3 separate regions of the Mus musculus genome follow, and all the other regions are linked to region 1. Evidence: chromatin contacts called from public HiChIP or PLAC-seq and promoter capture Hi-C data. All regions are on one chromosome and are shown on one strand. Each heading gives the region's core, a stretch centred on a gene start, on an enhancer-like site or on the middle of the called end of the contact. The rest is flanking DNA. Distances are from core to core; before and after follow the strand shown.

Region 1 (2,751 bases), core at 116-2,615:
AAGGCTTGATTCAGTTCCCAGGACAGTGAAACACAGTAATCCTTCAGAAGCCAAGCCTTGGATTTTGGGAGAACAGAAGATGGGTAACTGAGAAATACGGGTTTTGACTTAACTTACAAGAAAACTCATCATAAACATTGCTGACAGAATAATCCAGTTGGTCCTCTCAACCAGGGGCTCCAACGGCAAGGACACAGAGGTCGGCACTCCACTATCCTGTTACCTCACCCGTCCCTGGATGCAGTGGCGACATTTGCAGGATGGGCCAACATGGCTAAGAGAGTCTGTCTTCCGCCTGACCCCACGATGCTGAAACTCACAAGACCTGCCCTTCCAGGAGGACATTTGTTCAGAAGCCTGGCCACCGGGCATGAGCAGGTGTGCCAAGGATCTCCATGCGGGGCCACACTGGCTCTACTGTGTTCAGTGAGGGAGGGATATGCTGTATTTGCAGCAGGGACTCAGAACATAAATGCTGATCACAGAGGGACACACTAGAGCAGGTTGTGAGTTATAAGCAAAGTAAATATCCAACTAAATACACAAAGTATAAAGTAAAGCCACATCTAGACACCACGTTGTATCTGAGTAAATTTTGTGCCAATAAATGACATCAGAATTTTAAAAGCATATATGTGTATGACTGGCTTTCTGTTCATCATTTTGTAAATTCTGTTATTGGGCTTTGGATTAAACTCAGTGGTGAGCCACTGACTAACAGGCACAGGAGCTAACACCATTACATTCCAGCACTAGACAGGCAACCATGGGTCTCTTGAGTTTCAGGACTACACAGAAAACCCTGTCATAATAAACGAGAATACATACATACATACATACATACATACATACATACATACATACACACACACACACATAGGCGTGTCACTTTATCAGTATGGCACATGTATGTATGTGTATGGGTGCCCATGTCAGCCAGTTGAAGTCATCTGCTCCCTTGGAACTGGAGTTACAAGTGGTCATGAACTTCAAGCCTGCGTGCTGTGGTCCTCTTTAAAAAAAAACAGCGAGTGTTCTTAACTGCTTCAAAACCTCCCTTCCCTCCCTCGCCCAATGTTTTAAACAAATTGGAAAAACCCAATCCTAACGTGGTTTTGCACGTCTTTAATCCCAGCACTTGAGTGGATGAGGCAGGCGGATCGGAGGTGAAGAGCTAGCTTTAAATGTGATTTTGATTGTACCCTCCCTCCAGTTCTCAGGCGAGGCCACAGGTTTGTTAGGATACAGCGTGAAATCAAAGAAAAGCCTAAATTTCCCCATCGTTAAGGCAAGACCCACAAAGCTACGCTACTTGGTGAGGGGTGGGGGGAGGATTTAACCGCGCGCATGCGTGTTACGCCCGCCTCGGGCAGCCGGAACAATCTCGCGAGAAGAGCCGCCCTAGGACGGAAAAATGGCGCCTCCCAGTCCCCGGGAGCATCAGTCCGCGCCGGCGACCAGTGCGACCAAGCCTGACGCGGAGATGGTACTGCCTGGCTTCCCCGATGCAGACAGCTTCGTAAAGGTGAGTTCGCGGGCCCTGGGGCTCCCCAGGAGCCCCCTGTTCTGGCCGGAAACGGGTCTGAGGCTACGGGCTTCCGGCGCCCGTCACGGCGGCCTGACGGCGCGCACGGAGAGCGGGAGAGGAGGGCTCCGCGCTTCCGGTGTGAGCGCGTGTGGCTTCGCGTGTCGAGCCGTGTCCGCGGCCTCGGAGGGGCGTCCTTGTCACTACCTCTCCCGAGGGGCCCGACAGCTGGGAGACGCTCCCTCCCATTGCTCACCCCGCTGCTGCCCTGACGTCCGTTACCCCAATCTCGTGGGTTGACTGTCCCCCGTCACGGGTGACATCAAGCCTCTCCAAGTGTCAAAGGACCTCTTGAGAAGGAGCATAGAGTTTTTTTTTTTTTAATTTATTTAAAGTCTTTGTTCACAAAATTCATGATGCTGTCATTAGGCCTTCACACCTCCCATCTGCCGGGGTCCCCCAACCGTAAGATCATTTTCATTGATGGCCTTGCTGCAAGCAATCTATGTAGACATTAACTTCAAAGTAAATTGCGATCCTCTTGTTAGTTTAAAAAAATATATTATTTTCGTCGCTAATTTGTAACAGTAATTTTGCTACCGTTATGAATCATAATGTAAGCAGGCAGGGTATTGGTGGGTCTGTGACCCATTATTTATCAACGACAGCTGCTTCTGATTGTTTACCCTTAACTACCTCACAACAGTCTTATCGAAAGCACTGGATATAAAATGGTCATCTGAGTGGGGTGGGAGTGGTGCACACCTTTAATCCCAGCACTTGGGAGGCAGAGGCAGGCGGATCTCTGTATGTCTGAGCCCATCCTAACCCAGGTCCTGTAAGAGAAGTGCTAAGCGCTCTTTTAACACTGAGTCTCTCCAGCTCTTGTGAGGTTTTTTTTTTTTATTTATTTCTGTTGAATGGACAGGAATCCGTGTCTAAAATGTGTCTTTTTCTCTGGATTTTCAGTTTGCACTTGGGTCGGTAGTGGCAGTTACCAAGGCATCCGGGGGCCTGCCACAGTTCGGTGACGAGTATGATTTTTACAGAAGTTTCCCTGCCTTCCAGGCATTCTGTGAGACACAAGGAGACAGGTTACTGCAGTGGTAAGTTTATTACGTTGATTGAAAGAAAGAGGGGCTGGAGAGATGGCTGAGCGGTTAAGAGCACTAACTGTTCTTCCAAAGGTCCAGAGTTCAAATCCCAGCAACCAACCACGTGGTGGC
Region 2 (2,751 bases), core at 112-2,611, 110 kb before region 1:
ATTTTAGTTGGCATTTCCCCAAATTAGTATCTAGGAAGTGTTATCAATGCTTTATAAAGGGTTGTATTGTAGTATAACTTGTACTTTGGTGTGTTTTTAATTTGTTTTTTAACTTAAAAACATTTAACGCTTTCAACTAATTGGAAATCTTTACCTTACTAGCAAATATTTATCTGCATTATCATTACTAATAGCTTCACATGTTTCTTTTAATATTAATGTGTTTAATAGTTCACTCAAATTCCTAATTCAAGCTATTTAGGAATTTTCAGTGTGTATTACAACACTGATAAAAAAATAAAGATTTAAACAAAAGATCTGCATAAATTTCATATGAAAAATTTTAATGATACATTTTTATATATTGGAGCAGGTTCTCTGGAAGGGCCTTAAACACTGAGAAATCTCCCTAGTTCAACCTTGAATTTCTGACCCTCTAAACCTCCACCACCAGAGTTCTGGGAAGACAGGCATGCACTTTACACAGTGCTGGGAATTGAACCCACGACTTTCATGCCTATCGGGCAAACACTCTTTATTTTTGGTTTTTCGAGACAGGGTTTCTCTGTGTAGTCCTGGCTGTCCTGGAACTCACTCTGTAGACTAGGCTGGCCTCGAACTCAGAAATCCACCTGCCTCTACCTCCCAAGTGCTGGGATTAAAGGCGTGCACCACCACGCCGGGGTGGGCAAACACTCTTATCGACTGGTTTACATCCCTAGCTCCGGCTATTGCCCGTTTGAAAAATAAAAAAAAATTTTTAAGGATTTTTCTTTAAAATCTTGTATTTAAAGTAGTTCGGTGATCATCTTATCCTGAGAATGAGCTCACAAGTAAGGCAATTTGGGGACAGTGAGAATAAAAAAAAACAAAAACAAAAACAAAAAAACCCTTGCAAATGCATATTCAGTTTTACAAACGAGAAAGCAAGAGTTCCTCAGTGAACCGATTTCCAAGATATGTCTTCTGCAGTGATTCGAGAGCGTCGGACACTCGGCCCCTTCTCAGCATCCCGAGCACGATCCCTAACCTCTGCCCCAGTTCTTTCAACAGGTCCTTAGGGTACCAAACCGTGGCTCCACACGGTCACAGCGTGTGTGGAGGGGACTTGTAGTAGCGACGTACCGGAAGTGTTCGTGGAAGTGACCGAAGTCAACTCACGACTGATTGGCTCTTCGGAATAGTCCTTCGCCTCCTTTTGCTTGCCACTGGTTGCTCGTTTTGTCTATTTGAACAATCCCCGCCCTCGAGAAGCCGGTCCCGAAGCTCCAATTCTTCATGATTATTGGTGGATGTTCCTCCCCATCTTCGAGCTCGGCCCGCTGATTGGTTGTAGCGCTTACGAGCCCGCCCTCCCCACCTCCCTGGCCTAGAAGACAGCGGGGAAGGCGGGTGTTGAGGCTGGGGGCCTGAAGCGGCGGTACCGGCTCCGGCGGCGGCAGCTGAGGCGGTGGCCGAAGCCGCGCGGTGAGTCTGGGGCCTGGAGTCGGGCGCTTGCGGCTGGCGGGACGGCCAGACTCCCAGCCAGTGTGGGCCGTGCTGGGGGAGGCCCGGGAAGCCGCCTGTCTGAACCGTACAGCGCCCCAGCACCAGCTCCGCGCCCTCGGGGAGACCCCCGCAGGCTGGCGGATCTGCTCCGGGCCTTCCGTGGAGCATTTAGGTCTCCTTCTCGGGCTCAGGACCTGGAACTCCAGACCCACCTACTGACGGTGGAGCCTGTCCCCAGGAGCTCCAGTTTCGGGATCTGCCCCCTACACTTCACCATGGAGACCTGCCAGGAACCCAGACCTCCGCGCCCACGCAGGGTCAGCCTCAGGGTCACGCCCTCCCTTCACGTTTCAACCTTTCAACTCGAATTCCCCTAAGGCATTCTCACAACCTTTGGGATTTGTGACTCAAATAGTTACTTTGAATCCAGCCTGGGGCAGCTGGCTTGTGGGTAAACCTTCAAGTGACTGTCTAATTACTGACGTGATGAGAATAGAAAGTCCAAGTCGGTCTCCTTCCCGCTGCCTCGTGTGCTTACACGCTCAGTAGTGGTTTCTTCCGCTCTAAAACGGCCCAGTTCCTTTTATAGTATTTTATTCCCCCTGTAGTGTAGCGTTTGAAAGCCTTTCAAGACTATTTTACTCCTTATGTTTTGTGTTTATCCCTAACCCCGGCATGACCTTGAATTTCTTGCCTCTCCCTCAGTGCTGGGCTTAAAGATGTGTGGCATCGTGCCTTGGTTATGAGGTGGTGGGGATTGAACAAGGGGTTCTGTGCATGTTAGGCTGTGTCTCACAGATTCTTTCAAAGCCAGAGTGCTTCGGGAATTGTTTTTGTTTTTTAGTATACTCTGGCAGGATAGGTGTATATGTTAGTTACTGCCATGGCATAGTGGGCTAGCCCCTTTTTAATGGCCACTTTATTGGGGTCCCCTGGATGGTAAACTTATTGAGGGAACAAACATCACATAGTTGAAAAATGAGTGATAGTGTTGAGCTCACCATTTGAGTGTGTTGCTATTTCCTATGGTGTGTGTGTGTGTATGTATGTATTTGTTTCTAGAACTGCCTTCCCAACCCAGTGAATGCCTGTTCGTCCTATGAAATGGTGCAGTACTTGTATATAACCTTTTGTATGCTTTAAATCACACCTCCCTTGCTTTTACCTTCAAACACTATGAATGGTTGTTATACTGTACCATACACTATGAATGGTTGTTATACTGTACCATACACTATGAATGGTTGTTATACTGTACCATAC
Region 3 (2,751 bases), core at 148-2,647, 93 kb after region 1:
TTGAACTCACAGAGGTCCACCTGCTTCTGAATCCCAGCTATGTGATTGAAGATGTGACCACCGTGCTGGCTCCATCTTACTTTTTTTTTTTTTTAGACAGGCTCTCTCACTGAGCCTAAAGCTCACCAATCCAGACAGATGAGCTAGCCAGGGAGCCCCTAGGAACCACATGACTCTGCTTCCCCGGTGCAGGGATTAGGGGTGCACTTCACCTAGGCTGGCTTTCCCCGAATATCGTGTACTTAATGATGGAGTCGTCTGTCTAACACTGTGTGGTTCTTTAAGCTGTGGAGAACCCTGAGGTGTGGGAAGGATTCTTGTCAAAGGGTTGGTGTGTGTGACAGGGATGTTCATTCAGAACTTCTGCCTCCCTTTGTGGCAGTCTGTCTGTCTGTCAGTCTGTCAGTCTGTCAGTCTGTCAGCAAATTCATCCCAACATCCTGGATTCTAGAACAAAACCACCTTCTTCTTCTTCTTCTTCTTCTTCTTCTTCTTCTTCTTCTTCTTCTTCTTCTTCTTCTTCTTCTTCTTCTTCTTCTTCTTCCTCTTCCTCCTCCTCCTCCTCCTCCTCTTCCTCTTCCTCCTCCTCCTCTTCCTCCTCTTCCTCTTCCTCTTCCTCCTCTTCTTCTTGTTCTCCTCCTCCTCCTTTTTTCTTTTCTTTTTTCTCTCTCTCCTTTAAACTGGCTGTAAATCTGCAGGGCTCCCTCATCAATAATGACTTAATCCTTAACGTGGATTCATTGTAAAATCTGTATCACAATGTTGCCTTTTCGGAAACCCTTTTTTTACATTGATGTCCTGGGAAGTATCCTCCCTCAGCATCCCCAGTTCCCGTCCCTGCCTCTCATCCCTGTTTCTTCTTTGGTGCTTGCTTGCTATGGAAGATTCCACTATTCATTTCTTTCTTTGTCTTTGCTGCTTGGTCCAAGTCTTGGCTACTGCCCATGGTAGGCATGCAAACAATATATCTCTGGGGCTAGGGTGTAATTCAGCGGTAGAGTGCTTGCTTAGCATTCTGATGCCCTGGATTTGACCCCGTAGCAGAGCAAAAATAAAAAAATAATAAAATCCATATATACATAAATATAATTGACTAGATGAGCTGTAATGGAGATGCTGCGCACCTGTAATCTGGGTATTTGGTAGGCAAAGGCAGGAGGGATTCCAAGTTAGAGGCTAGCCTGGGCTGTATAGCGAGGTTAAGATTAGCACACTGTCTTAAAACACAACACAACACAACAACAATAAAAGCAAGAAAAAATGAAAAGAAAACAGAACCAAAAATGAGATATAATTGCCCGGCTGTATGAAGACAGCCGAGGCAGCCCTGCTGGGCTGGGCACCTGCTCCATGCCCTTCGCTCTTCCTTGCAGGGCCATCTGTCTGGCTTGCATTCAGCCTGCTGTGTTCCCATGGATCCTCCCTGTCAGGTCAAACAAGGACAGGCCTCGCCCAGCGCATGGAGCTCTGACAGGTAAATCAATCAAGCTTTTCTGGTTCACAACAGGCTTTGGGCGGTCCCCTCTCCTCAGACGGACAACTTGCCATGCTTACATGGAAGGCAGAAGGCATCTGTAGCCAGCACACCGGCCTGGATGGCCGCCCAAGTGCTGGGATTCTCAGGGCAGCTGGTGCCAGAGGCAGGACCAGGCTTCCTCACATGGATGGCAGCACTTGTTTTGAAGTATCTGGCACAGGCTCTGCACCAGGCCTGGCAGGGAGACTTGGCGGCAACACAGTTTGTTGTTTTCACCTTTGCTGTTTGTTTGTTTGTTTTGAGACACGGTTTCTCTGTGTAGCCCTGGCTGTCCTGGGCTCACTATGTAGATCACGCTGGCCTTGAACTCAGAAATCCGCCTGCCTCTGCCTCCTGAGTGCTGGGATTAAAGGTGTGCGCCACCATTGCCAGACCTTTGTTGTTTGATTTTTGCTTTTTTCAAGACAAGGTTTCTCTGTTGCCCCTGCTGTCCTTTTGGAACTCTCTCTGATGCAGACCAGGCTGGCCTCAGAGATCTGCCTACCTCTGCCTTCTGAGTACTGGGATCAAAGGTGTGTGCCACTGCCTAGCTTGTTTTGTTTTTTGGTACAGGGTCTCAATATACAGCTTTGTCTGGCCTGGAACTTGTTATATAGACAGGCTAGCTTTGAACTTGAAGAAATCTCCTGGCCTCTTGACTCTCAAGTGCTGGGATTAAAGGTGTGCACCACTGCACCAGGATCACTAACTCATTTTTACATTAGAGTGCAGAGGAGTGAGGGACTTATCATCAATCTCCTGGCAAAGACTAGTAGAGCCCAGACTTCCTCAAACCAGTTGAGTCCTGGGGTCTCCATTGTCAGTCACTCACCACACAAAAGATACAACAAGAGTAGCACATGTTTGCTGAACGTTTATTCTGGTTCAAGCCCTGTGTTGTGATCCTCCACCCAACTCCCTCCTTTTTTAAAAAAAAAAAGATTTATTTATTATTATATCTACGCACACTGTAGCTGTCTTCAGACACACCAGAAGAGGGCATCAGATCTTATTACGGATGGTTGTGAGCCATCTGTGTACACAGCTACAGTGTACTTACATAATAAATAAATAAATCTTTGGGCTGGAATGAGTGGGGCCCGGAGCGAGCAGAGGTCCAGAGTTCTATTCCCAGCAACCACATGATGCTCACACCATCTGTATAGCAACAATGTACTCATATACATAAAATAATAAAAAAGAATTTATATATATATATATATATATATATATAT

What was found. Promoter capture Hi-C pulls out the DNA fragments that hold promoters and counts their contacts. HiChIP or PLAC-seq counts read pairs in DNA pulled down with a chosen protein or histone mark.
Region 2: a contact with region 1 is called in a promoter capture Hi-C map of embryonic stem cells, with 4 times the contacts expected there. The contact joins the promoter of Mtor here to the promoter of Exosc10 in region 1. A contact is called at or near these places in 14 of 39 promoter capture datasets (the HPC-7 cell line, HPC-7-derived erythroid cells, cranial neural crest and 8 more), 14 of 484 Hi-C or Micro-C datasets (B cells, CD4 T cells, CD8 T cells and 8 more), 11 of 115 datasets of contacts at active chromatin or transcription factors (the 230-238 cell line, CD8 T cells, the SCID.adh cell line and 4 more) and 4 of 9 other capture datasets (adipose tissue, embryonic stem cells, liver and 1 more).
Region 3: an H3K27ac HiChIP or PLAC-seq map of embryonic stem cells shows a contact between it and region 1, with 7 read pairs. The contact joins the enhancer-like site here to the promoter of Exosc10 in region 1. A contact is called at or near these places in 2 of 39 promoter capture datasets (both in liver), 2 of 115 datasets of contacts at active chromatin or transcription factors (embryonic stem cells and microglia) and 3 of 9 other capture datasets (adipose tissue, liver and pancreatic islet).

What each region holds. Positions count from the first base shown.
Region 1 is chr4:148,557,054-148,559,804 of GRCm38.p6, forward strand. Exosc10 (exosome component 10) reads left to right here and starts at 1,366. Exons shown (of 25, transcript NM_016699.3): 1 at 1,366-1,525; 2 at 2,495-2,631. The coding sequence starts at 1,415. Mtor (mechanistic target of rapamycin kinase) reads left to right here. Exons shown (of 58, transcript NM_020009.2): 58 at 1-632.
Region 2 is chr4:148,447,221-148,449,971 of GRCm38.p6, forward strand. It overlaps Mtor (mechanistic target of rapamycin kinase), which reads left to right and starts at 1,362. Exons shown (of 58, transcript NM_020009.2): 1 at 1,362-1,467.
Region 3 is chr4:148,649,769-148,652,519 of GRCm38.p6, forward strand. Gm572 (predicted gene 572) reads left to right here. Exons shown (of 12, transcript NM_001368835.1): 2 at 1,374-1,474. Among named protein-coding and RNA genes, the nearest start is that of Gm572, 7.8 kb to the left of the region's middle. Within about 2 kb of position 1,398, at least 25 of the 459 cell types and tissues checked have an H3K27ac peak or open chromatin away from gene starts, as enhancers often do. A contact at or near this core is called in embryonic stem cells and pancreatic islet, where this site is marked.